Regions from separate parts of the Mus musculus genome. Here region 2 is linked to region 1. A link is a contact called in public HiChIP or PLAC-seq data. All regions are on one chromosome and are shown on one strand. Each heading gives the region's core, a stretch centred on a gene start, on an enhancer-like site or on the middle of the called end of the contact. The rest is flanking DNA. Distances are from core to core; before and after follow the strand shown. Region 1 overlaps 6720432D03Rik (a long non-coding RNA gene). Region 2 has its middle 31 kb from the start of Gm36227.

Region 1 (5,877 bases), core at 1,763-4,262:
CCCCATTTAATAGGCCCGTGTACCATGAAGGTGAGGATAGAAAGATAAGAGTGAAGAAGGCAGAGTGGGTGGTGGAGGGACACAGTGTGCAGACATACAGAAAAACCTGATTAGCACATTAAATTCTGGCCGCAGCAGGCCAGGAACACACGGGTCTGGAGGGAGTATTGGTTTATGAAGAGCAGAGATCAGATAAATCTGTGGGAAGAGACAGAGGTAGAGAAGAGGAAACAGGCTCTCTTAACTTAAAGAGAGAAAGAGACAGGGGGAGTGGAGGGAGGGAGGGAGGGAGGGAAGGAGAGAGGGAGGGGAGGGAGGGAGGGAGAGAGGGAGAGAGAGAGAGAGGGAGAGAGAGAGGGAGAGAGAGAGAGAGAGAGAGAGAGAGAGAGAGAGAGAGAGAGATTCTGAAGTGTCCATGAAGAGAAATAAACCTGCTGTTAAAAAGGTGGATCAATAGAAAAGCCATTTGCTGGTTTTTTTTAAAAAAAAAAAAGAAAGAAAAAGAAAAAGAAAAAGCATCTATCTTGTTCAGCCTCTTGCTCTGATACAGAAGAAAGGCTTTGAGATTTGTGGAATGTGAATTTACATAGAGAGGCTCTGGAATATCAATAACCAGCCACTTCTGATGTGAGGAGAAGGGCTAGGCTGAAAGGCGTGTTTGTCGTGGGGAGGAAGAAAAGATAGGGCTGATATCTAAACTCCGGGCTCCATGGCGATTGCTCTGCCTTCCTGAGGTGTTACAAGGTTTTCATATGTTCTCTATTTTCTTCTTGGGGTTGGTAGAAACTGTATAAAGATGAGTTTGCAGGCTCTGAGATATTTAAGTGAACAACAGCCGTGGAAGGCAAGCCAGCTGACCTGTGCCTCTATTTTCGTATGATGTCACTGCGTTTTTCCTTTGTACAAGGAACCATACCAGATCCGTATGTATGAGAGCTACTTCACTCATTCACCTACTCGTTCAAAAAAATCTGGAGATGGAAAGATGAGTAAGGGCCCATCCCATCACTAACCATAAATGTTCCTGCCCCTCTGGGGTACGAGGAGCCAGTAAATTCCCATGACGAGACGAGAAGGTGGAGAGCAGGGAGAGGTGACTTTGTTCTTTATGTGACAACTCACTCTTTTGGGAACTCACTCCCTTTGGCGAGTCAGCATTAGTCACCTTCCAATAAGCCCTACCTTATGAAGTCCCCACCACCTTTCTCTTCTGCCAAGGTAATTTAAGGGATGTGTTCAGGCCAACGAAATACCTATAGCATTTAAAGATACAAGTGCATGTGTCTACCTTGTAAACCATGCAAACACACATCATAGAATGATTATTCTATAATCTACTCTTCTTCTACCAGAACACGACCAACACAATCCCTTGCATTTTATCCAGCTTCTTGGTGATGTGGCTACATTTATATCTTTTGCACATGGACAAGATGGTAGCCCCTGTGACACAAGGCAATTAGATAAGATCTTAAAAAAAAAACAACAGGCTGTGAACAAGGCAGATGTTTAATAAAATTTGAAGCTCACAGCTGTCAAGTTACACAAATCATTCTGTGCTTGCAAGAGTGAGACGAAGATGGTTATGGAATTGTTGAGGGAAGAGCATGTGATGGGTTTAAAGAATAAAGATGGGGATGTGTGTGTGTGTGTGTGTGTGTGTATACACGCATGCACACATGTGTATGTGAGTATATGTGTGTGCATAATCTATATATACATCTATATGCACGATATGCTGGCATAAGTATATGTATGGCATGTTTATTGTGATGCAGGAGCATATTCAAAGAAGGGAAACAAGTTTTGCAAACAAGCATCTTTTTAACATTCAAGGTCACCTGTTCTTTTTTCTTTTCTCTCTCCCTGGTCACCTTCTTCTTCCATACAAACCCCAGAGAGCTTGGCATCTTCATCCATTTCATCTATATACATTCATTCCCTCTCCTCATGGATACTCACCTACTACCCTTAGCTTCCGCACACATCTTTCCCACACCATATTTTAACTTAAGCATATTTTAACATAGTCTACAGTTGAAGATAAAGACCTAAGAGCTGCAAAGCTTCGGAAATGAGTCAGCACCAGGCTGCTGAGCATGGGACTGGGAGACTGAGACACAGGAGAGAGACGTTTCTCTCTTTCCTGGTGTGTGTGGGGATAGGTTAAAGAAAGGAGGCTGTTTGTGTGCTGTTTCTTTCTCCATGGGGCAAAGCCCTCTGGAGAGTTATCACTTTAAGTCAGTCTGTTTCTTTGCTGGCTTCTGTGGACTTTGCAATTGCCTCAGAGTATATGTCTGATGGCAAAAGCCTCCTCGGTTACTAGTTTCTAACCATCTCACCCCCTGCACGAGAGGTGCCTTAGGAGGGTGGGAGGAGGGCAGTGTCTTTTCCCAAACTAGACTGTGATGGAGAGTATAGTGAAAACACTTACTAGGATTATCCAGTGCTTGTTGAACCTGGCTGCTCTTTTTTGGGTATAGACATCGAGGGGTAGAGGACAAGCTTGAACTCAGAGCCTTGGACTTACAAGAGGTAAACTTAGTTTTTCTGAATCAGCTCCCTCCTCTGTGAGATGAAGACTTGACCATCCATCCCTCTGTTTGGCTATGTGCTAAAGGAAACAAACCGATCCATACTCTAGCAACTAAAATAACATTCCCTTCCTACCTCCCGGGATCATAAAGCAGAAACACAGATCTGATGCTACAAATGAGCTTTGAATTGTGTGTGTACAAAACTGGAGCTAAGAGAGAACTTTTGCACAAGCTTATTACCTGTGCCCTGTGGATGCTGTGTGCTTTGCTGGACCTGCAAGGGTTATTTTTGCAGACGACAGCCGACCCCCCCCTCCTGCACACCCCCTCCCCCAGTTTCCGTCTGTGTAGCTCCCAGCAGATGTATTAAGTATAGTCTTGGAGCCTTTCCAGGCTCTCTCTTTAAGACACAGAATGTTGAATATTTCCTGCACACAGCAGGCAGCTCTGGCCTGGCACAGTGCCAGGAAATCTGCTGGGTGCCGTCCTGTCCCCACCCCTTCTCCAGTATCTGTGCCCCAGCCCCAACTTGTCCAGATTCCCTGGGGCTTCCTTGGGAAACAGGGTAAAGTTAGAGCAGAGACTGCCACTGCAGCACCATGGCTTACAGCCACAATTACCTGCCCCCTGCTCCCCTGCTTCCCCCCCCCCCCCAGGGCGCTATGGAAGATGGGAAGGGAGGCTTACTGCTAGCTGTGCCTTTGCTTGCTGAAGACACCAAACCCCTTGGGAGGCAGAGGGGGCATCTGAGCTGTCTTGAGGTGGGGCCCTGCCTTGGTTGAGAAATGTCCATAAGAAAATGAAAAGGCAGAGACGTGAACAAAGTGTTGCGTTTATGTCAGGGGCTGTCCCCACCTGCAGAGAGTGGGAGATAGGCCCTCATCTGTCTGCTTCTGCAATGCGAGCTGTTTCACTGTAAGGTCTCCAGGCTAATGCCTCCTTCCTCCGGCAGCTGCACAAACTGAATCCATATTCCCCTGCAAACAGTGCCAGCAAGGAAGGGATGGTAGGAGTCTCTGGGAGGACTCCCCTTTGGATCCATGTCCTCTTTCTCTTTTCAATCAGTTGGTGAACTCCCTTGCATAGGTCTAACATGAGCGCCTCACTCTGGACACATTTACATTGAAGCAGCAACTAGGACTCTGCCTTTTCATGTCCTCTTTTCTTGTGATCTCCACTCCTTCTGTCTGCCCAATTGCTCCTCAAACTCCCCCCATGTTTGTTTTTAATCCTCTAGCGGGTAACATGGTCACTTGTGACATCCCTCCATTGAATGCACATCCTTGTTCCTAGCAGCAGTAATTCAACTGGCAGTGCACAGTCTGCAGTAGAGGAGAGAGGAAACTAGACTCCCCAAGGTGCTAGGACTGGTCCAATCATCCAGAAAACACACAGACACCACTTTCTACCTACAGAGCTCCCTGGAGCCTGATCCCTCCCTAGTGAACAGGCCTTCTATAGCAAGAAAGCCCTGTTATCAGAGTAGCATGCAGGACAGGCAGAGGCCCTGAAAGAACAGGAGAATCAAGGCCTCTCTGGTGAGCAGATGGTCAAGCAGAGAAGGACTTAAGAGACAGGACTGCCTTCCCCTGTGGAAAGAGTTGCAGTCCTAAGTCCAAGTTCAAGCTCTGCCCTTAACCGACTTGGGTGGCTGCAACATCTTCTGACCTCAGGCCCTTCACTTATAAACCAAGACAACTGAAACAAATAATCACTAGTACCTCCCATCTCTGAGATCCTTTGATTCTGTGACTCCTTAAGTGACCTTGGCTTTGGACCCCACCCTGATATAAAACCGTATCCAAACAGGCTGTGAATTGAGGGAAATGTCATGGAGAATATTTAAAAGACCAGTCCCCGAATTCGCAGAGTCTGACGCAGTTCCCAGGTGCCCACACTCTGTGCAAGGACAGGATTGCTGGGTTCCTCTAAGGTTGCAGTGGCCACACCGTCTAGATGGATGGTGTGTCGCCATACTTACTGGAATCTGCTCAGACAGCTTCAGCTGCTGGAGCTAATGAGAGAGGGCTTTTATCAAATGCTGGAGGTCAGCGGATGGGCTTTATGGGAAGGGGAAAGGATGGAGGATGCTCCATCACGATCGTGAAAAGGCTTTTACAGTAAACCCTGCTTGCTATCCATCAGGAAAAGACCAATACGTTGTACTGGAAGATGGCTAATAGGAAGTCTTATAGATGGTGCCTGGGTTATCCATTTTCAAAGACTGAAGGAAACATGGAAATACACAAAAAGCAACTCTATTTCGACAGATAAATTCTCCTTGAGGATCTCCAGTCCACTCGCACCAGTTTTGCCTGGGAGTACTAAGCTTGGGTGATTATGTTATCTGTTGCAGAAACAAAAGGCTCTTGCTTGTCAGCCCTGTTGAAAAGCAAACAAGGACAATAACAGTGTAACAGAAATGGTTCAGATCTCCTCACTGTCTCTTTCTATCTCCCCTACTTCTGCCCCATGCCTACCCAGAAATGAGATATGGTCCATTTCTGTAAAGAGCCTTGGAACCTTCCTCCCACCTGTGTCTACGCACACTCCCTCTAGTCTGGAAGCTTCCCCCATTCTCATGGTCCTCAACCCCACCTGCCAAGCTCAGCTGACATCTCCTTCATGGTCCAATAATTCCTCCCACACACTACAAAGACCCAATACTCCCATTTCCACATCCTTACCTTCATCCCCTCAGCCATCACTGCTGTGCTCTGTGGACCACATAGACAGATCTAGTCCTTGCATGTTCCCTTGGAGGAAAGGTGACAGACACCATCCCTGAAGATGTTAATATTCTCACTTAGGAACATTTTCCTATTCACTGATATATTTATGTCTTGAAAGCCTAGATCATGGCCTATCCTCATCCATAAAAGTCTGTAAAAATCTAAGAGAAGGATCCAATTTCAGCGATTTGTATTTCTCTCCCCTAGCATGAGACTTGGCCTATGATAGTAAGCAATCAATATTTACTGAATCAAAATGAATATAATAAAAAGGCACCTTGGCACATAACACATCAGCAGAATGCTGGAGTTGAAAATGTTAAGCAAACGTAAACCCTGAAACCACCCCACTCCATGTGTATGTGTATTGTGTGTACCTGTGTGTGTGCATGTGTATGTGTGTGTGCACATATATGTGCATATATATGTGCATATATATGTGTGTATGTGTATATGTATGTGCAAGTGTATGTGTGTATATGTGCATGTGTATTGCATGTATAGAAGCCAGATGTTTCTTCTTTTAATGTTTTCTATGTAGTTTGTTTCTTTGTTTGTTTGCTTACTTTTTGAGACATAATATCTTCATTGAACCTGAAAATTGCCCA
Region 2 (6,369 bases), core at 2,824-5,323, 90 kb after region 1:
GTACCAATGTCAACAGAAAACCCTGGCTTCTGTGTGGATGTTCATACACTTGGACACAGATATGAACACACACACATGAAAAAGAGATAGAGAGAGACAGACAGAGAGACAAAGACAGAGAGAAGAAGAAAAATGCAGAGATGAAGCCTCCATCACAAAAACTCTGAGACCCACTTATAGCAAATTCTCATTTATGCACACAGGTAGGGAACTAATAGTGTAGACACCTATATAGATATCAGCCCCTATTTCTGTTCCTTCATTGGTCCTCTCAGTCTTCCCAGAAGAATTAAGCACACACTGAGGACCAGGTAACTTGCTAAACACTGGAGATTTAGAGCCGACTAGGGTACGGGACTTTTCCTGTAGTGACATAAGCAAGTAGATAAAATAGACAGGCAAACGATCATGACAGAAGATGGTAAGTGATGCGGCAAAAATATGGGCACATAGTTCTCAGGAACAGAGGGGAAGGCTATCTCTATACTAGTGAAGTCCTACTATGAGCCAAAGGACCATCAAAGCAAACCACCATGACTACAAAAATCCCTGTGACCACCAGTTGATCCAAAAGCTGAGCCTGTCGTAAGTGTGGGAAGCTGAGTTGTCGAGTATGTGTGTGTGTGTGTGTGTGTGTGTGTGTGTGTGTGTGTGTGTCTGTGTCTGTGTCTGTGTCTGTGTCTGTGTCTGTGTCTGTGTGTGAGTGTCAGGAATGGAAGTGTGAAAAGGATCAGAAGCACGGATGTGTTGGCTGATTCTAAGAACAACGCTCAGAGCCGACCGTCATCATGATGGGACTCATGTACGGCCTGTGTGACATCAGCAGTGAGTGTGGATGAGATCAGGGACATCTGAGTCCATCACCAGACTCGGTTGAATGATCCTGTTCACACTGGGGAACCTCTGGAGGGAAATCACATGTGCTGGTTTTCAAGCTTGGGCAGGAGTTTCTATAGAGAAAGTTCCGTGCAGCTGCTGTTGCTAGTCCCACATGCCTCTTCCCAACACTGCGGGTGTGGTGTTCAAAGCCACCCGTCCCCACATGCTGGTTTTCATACCAGCACATCCTCCACTGCATTTACATGGAGTGATCTTTGTTCCCTGAAACAGTCTTCAATTCTTTAGCTTTTTTTTCTTTTATTGTCCCTTCTCTCCAAATGTCTTCTGATTAAAATTGTACATTTAAAAAAAAAAAATCTCCAGCCCAGATACTAGCCCATCTTGGAAGATTTTCTCTCCTAATGCCCTAGGATAAAGGAATCATTCCCTAAGATTTCTTCAAGGTCCCGCTGTCTATGCTTGCCTTCTACTTTGGCTTAAACACAGTGCTTCACATACTTGTTTGATACGTGAGGAATATGGTAAGATGTTTACGGAGGGGCCATATTCTGTTTGCATAGCATTTTTTTTTAACTAGAAATGTCCTGAATTAGTCTCTGGTGAACTTTGATACACACATTCATGAGTCACCACCAGTCACAGGTTCTAACCTTCTAGAATATTTACTAAGTTGTTTTTTAAAAAATGAATCTTTTGAAACTGAGTTGCAAGCAAATGTCCTGACACTCGGCCCTAAATACTTCAGGACTCGCCATATAGACTTCTTCCTATAAAACCACAGTGATCTATTCAAACCTAATTATCACTAATCTCCCGGGATCCACCAAGTTCCCAGTTAGGTCAGAGGATGTCTGTCATAACTTTCCCTCTTTAGATTGAAGATCCAATCAAACTCATACATCCTGTTGGTTGAACCATTTTGTTAAGACAGTATGTTGGTCAAAGGTTTCCTCAGATAAATAGAGAGAGAGAGAGAGAGAGAGAGAGAGACATAGAGAGAGGTAGGTAGGTAGATAGACAGACAGACAGACAGACAGATAGAGAGGTAGATAGATAGATAGATAGATAGATAGATAGATAGATAGATAGATAGATAGATAGATAGATAGACAGAGATAGATAGACAGACAGACAGACATAGAGAGAGGTAGGTAGGTAGGTAGGTAGGTAGATAGATAGATAGATAGATAGATAGATAGATAGATAGATAGACAGACAGACAGACAGACAGATAATCTGGCTGTATATTCCAACCACCTAGTAGCGATACAGCTGTGGGTTTTTAACCCATTCCCTTTTCACTGTGATGCAAGCAGCTTTGTGTGAGAATCCTTCCTTCCCACATTGATAGGGTCCATTGGAGCCCAAGCTGACCTCCAACTGAACTTCTGATGCTCAGAAATGGAGGGCTCAATGGTTCAAACTGATCGTAAGCAGTCAGAACTGAAAACCTCTGCACAGTCAGATGTTCAAAAGCTGATTCTCAGAAGAAAATCAAGTCAGTGAGTCCCAAGAACACTGGAATTCTTCCACCATCCCAAGGAGTCCTGTTGTCAATACGCCTGCTTCTCCAGCTTAGTTCACTCCCCTGCCCCCGGCTCAGCCCAGGTGGAGCACCATACAGTCTTACCATGCAGAGGCATGTATTTTTCAGAGAGAAAGGAATATCCAGGACACCAAGACCTCAAAACAGTCTGGAGGTGTTCACCCACCATTTTTATTTCCATGCTTGATTCACTGAGCTCAACCACCACTGGGCAGAGAAAAGGGAAGGACAAGATGGCCGCACAGCCAGCCTGCCTGGCAGACTCCGACCCCAGTCAGCCACCACCAGCTAGCTCTCCAAGGGCAGGACCTGAGGCATCTGCCAGATGGGTGCTGGCTTTTGATCAGCACCGAGTTGAGCCAGAGACCTGCTTGAAAGCCGGCAAGCTCCCTGAAATTAGCTAGCAGAAATCTCCCTAGCTTCCTTGACCACATTACTTGAAGAGTTTGAAGACAGATTGGAAAAAAAAATGCATGGATGGGGACCGCACAGTAAAGACCAGACCTTCTTTTCCGAGGACAAGTCATTCCAGCTCAGCCAAGGGAGGCAGGGCACCCTTTCTGCTCTCGTGGGTGGAACTGTGTGTCTTGTGGCCAGATTTAACTATCAGTGCCCCTGCACTCAGCGTGCAGTCTTTTAATCTCATAGGATAACACCTGTAAAACCCGAGACTACTAGAATGGGTCCCCAAGCATCCCTGCCTGGTGTGTGACACGCAAAGGGCTGTTTACAAGACATATGATCATTCCAGCGGGTCCACTCAGCAAGGTCTGCTGGAGGCCTCATCTTTTCAAGAGGTCCTCTGGGGTGTGGGCTGCTATCCTCAGGAAACACAGCTTGCATCCTTAAGGGAGATTCAGAAATCCCCCACAGCTGTTAGGAGGCTGTGTCTGGCCCTGGAAGGAGCAGCCAGGCCAAGGGTTAAACAGAGGCTCAGCGTGTTCTGTGCCTGGCAATAGCAGTCTACATGACTCCAGGCCTCTTGTCTCACAAACCAGTTCAGCTTATTCGCCCCAACCTTCATAAAACCCAGAGGTCCGTCCTAGATCGACAAAGAACTCCAATTCTCCCCAAGCAGGCTTCGTCAAGGTTCAACTGTTGACTCCCGCCTGAATCTCCACGTTCACTCCCTCTGGTCACCCTAGCTGCACGTCTGTTCAGCCCCCCTTTCCTTTGGGGATAAATCAGCGTTTGCGTTTTTTTGTTTTAATTCTTTCAAAGGATGAGGAATGTTGACACTCCTGAAACAAGCCTCTGATGTCTGGTTAGACTTCAGACGGCTGAGTGTGAGCGTACGCTGACGCAATCGGGCCGATTGGGTTAAACCAAATATTACAATCGCAAGAATTCATCTGGAACTAATAATTTTGAGGCCACCGAAAGTAAAAGGGCCCTCTTTGGGCTTGGCCAGTGGCAGAGGCCAGCTCGGGCCAATGCTGCCACCTGCCGTGGGCGCGGGGAACAGGGCGCGCCGCCTCGGCCTTCCTGTTTTGTTCGCGACCCCTATGCACCCACGCAAGGCAGGTTCCTCGCCAGCCAGACCAGGGCTATTTTTAAAACGCTAGCGCCTGTCCCCAGCCCTTAAGGTAAAGATAGCCAGTCTGGCCGCTCACTGTCTTCTCTGAAAAAGGACCTCTTCCCAATTATAGACCCAAGACTGGCTAGCAGGGCACTCGCAGTTGGAGTTCCATTAAGCAAACAACCCCTTGTGCTAAAGAGATCGTGTGTCGCAGGCTCACTTAGAGGAACGCTCATTTAAGGAAGATTGTTTTATTTTGCGGGAGATGAAGGAAACACACAACTCTGGGTTCTGTCGGCACATTGCTGAACTGCAAGTCACGTGCCAGATCCAAAAATGATGAAAACATCTGTTTTTGCTTTAGCCCAGCGAGGCCCCGACGGTGGGGAGGGGCAGGGAAGGGACCGTGGTGGCTTTGCTCATGAGCGCCATCTGCCGAGCCTGCCGGGGAAACGCGTGAGATCCCGGCACAATGCAAGTTGCCGCTCACCCCCGGGGAAAGGAGAGATCAACAGGTGGGGGTCTGTGCCCGGGAGACCACTCTCCTCGGAGGGCAACCCTGGCAGTGCCCTGGGAACTCTGCAACTCTGAGTTGTCTCGGGGTGTTCTCAACAAAGAGATCTTTCCCTGGTGACTGCTCTGGGGCAGAGGAAGAGACCGAGGGTGGCAGCGAATGAATTCTCAGGTTGGAAAGGAAGGCGGTAAGGGGGAGGGGAGGGGCTCTTGGTGTGCAGACAGTAAAATTTGCGGTTCGTGCCGGCTGAAATCTCCCAGAACAAAGAAACCACTTCCCAGCTCCCGCCCTGCACTCCCACCAACCAGCTCTCTTTCCTGCTATGGTTGTGCAGTAGGTCTGAGAATGCTCCAGAGTTCAGAGATACTACTGTCGTCAGGCAGAGCTTGTCCATCCCTTTCTGTGTAACTCGTCCACCCTCAAAAAGCCAGTGGTGGATCCCAGCTCTGAACAGGGACCTCACTGACAGCCATGACATACAACCTTAGCGTTTTGTTCAGTCTTCCCCAAGTTATTCATTGCTTGCCTGCCAAGTGCCTAACACTCCGCACAAGTGTTTGCAAGAAGTATATATGTGTACAAATACGTCAGAGGAAAACGTGTGCGTGTCAGCGTTACACACAATGACAGCTAGGACCTCAGAGGCAGGGAGAAGAGTACAGACTAGGGAGGGATGTAGAATCCACCTTTGGTCTCAGTGAGGAATTCCTTCCCCCAGCCTGCTTCTGCCCTAGCCTCCAGCCCTTACAGATAAGCCATTCTCAGCCTTTCTGGGAACATGGTGTCAAGGGACCATCATTTGCCTCCTGTCACTCCAGGTCAGCCGTGATCCAAGACCCAGGCTCCAGTCTCAGTTGTCTTTTCCTTACCAGATGGAGGTTCTTAGGTGTTACTGGGTAACTGTATGTGCTCCTACGTACCTGCTTTCCACAGGTGACAAGGGGTTAATAGAAAGAGCAAAACACTGGTCAAAAGATGCAGGCTTGCCAGGGGCTCCTGTGTCCCTTGACCGGGCTGGGCTGGTGGGCACATCCTCAGCTCTGGGGCAACATTCCCCAAAGTCTGTCTGTCTGTCTGTACAGTCTGACTGTGTCCTCTAACCTACAAACCGACAGGGTTAAAAAGGAAACTGAGGCTCTGTCTATCGGAGCTGCATCCTTTCCTATCCGTCTTCAAATAAATATAGAAAGCTTGTCCTTTATATGGGTCAGGAACCTGTCTATGATCTAAGGGATTTCAGAAAAAGACTCTTCATTTTTTTTACAGCTAAACACATTTTCTAAGAAGCAAGCCTGTCTGTCCTCCACAGAGCCTGACAGGAGCTATGTCCCCACTGACCATATCTGTTTCCATGGTACCGAGTGAGTTCTTAGATTACTAGGGCCCAAGCTAACCTTCTGAGTCCCTACAGACTCACCTGTCCCCAGCAGCGCTTGGCTCCGGTTCTCTACGACCACCCCATCTCCCCCCACCCCCATTGTCAGGGGCCTCTTTCCAATTCATTTCTTGTTCCAGGCCGTAAAAATGTCAGAACATGAAACTTCCTTTTAGCCTGGCTTAATATCAGTCTAGTATGGAGAGTTTTGATGGATTGTCTTTGTGTTCCAAAGAGGAAACCGTACGCTCACTGTCTCAAATTTCCTTTCTGCTCTCTAGGCCCTCCCATCCCCTTTTCTTTTTCCCTACCTGGTTCTTCAACAGGTCTGTGTTTGGGAGCAGAGAGGGAGGGATGTAAAACTTATTATACTATGTTATCATCTCAGAACTCAGATTTACAATGTTCTTATCAACATCAGAAAACCAAAAATCTCTAAAGTAGACTTCAAAAATGAAACAGTAAAAACAAAAACAAAAACAAAAACAAAAAAAACAAAAAAAAAAAAACAAAACAAAACCTGGGAGCAGTGTTCCCTTCCCGGTTAAGGGTCATAGACCCAAACAGTTGCTTTA

Evidence for each region. HiChIP or PLAC-seq counts read pairs in DNA pulled down with a chosen protein or histone mark.
Region 2: a contact with region 1 is called in an HNF4G HiChIP or PLAC-seq map of pancreatic cancer cells. The contact joins two enhancer-like sites. A contact is called at or near these places in 1 of 15 datasets of contacts at CTCF or cohesin (the NIH/3T3 cell line), 8 of 484 Hi-C or Micro-C datasets (cerebral cortex, embryonic fibroblasts, morula and 5 more), 10 of 115 datasets of contacts at active chromatin or transcription factors (craniofacial prominence, embryonic hindbrain, embryonic limb bud and 5 more) and 1 of 9 other capture datasets (embryonic stem cells).

The regions. Positions count from the first base shown.
Region 1 is chr9:41,857,894-41,863,770 of GRCm38.p6, forward strand. All of the region lies in intron 3 of 6720432D03Rik (a long non-coding RNA gene), which reads right to left. Among named protein-coding and RNA genes, the nearest start is that of 6720432D03Rik, 15 kb to the right of the region's middle. Within about 2 kb of position 3,013, at least 85 of the 459 cell types and tissues checked have an H3K27ac peak or open chromatin away from gene starts, as enhancers often do. A contact at or near this core is called in cerebral cortex, craniofacial prominence, embryonic fibroblasts and 3 more, where this site is marked.
Region 2 is chr9:41,946,993-41,953,361 of GRCm38.p6, forward strand. No RefSeq gene overlaps it. Among named protein-coding and RNA genes, the nearest start is that of Gm36227, 31 kb to the left of the region's middle. RefSeq lists an enhancer at 2,148-6,369. Within about 2 kb of position 4,074, at least 231 of the 459 cell types and tissues checked have an H3K27ac peak or open chromatin away from gene starts, as enhancers often do. A contact at or near this core is called in cerebral cortex, craniofacial prominence, embryonic fibroblasts and 3 more, where this site is marked.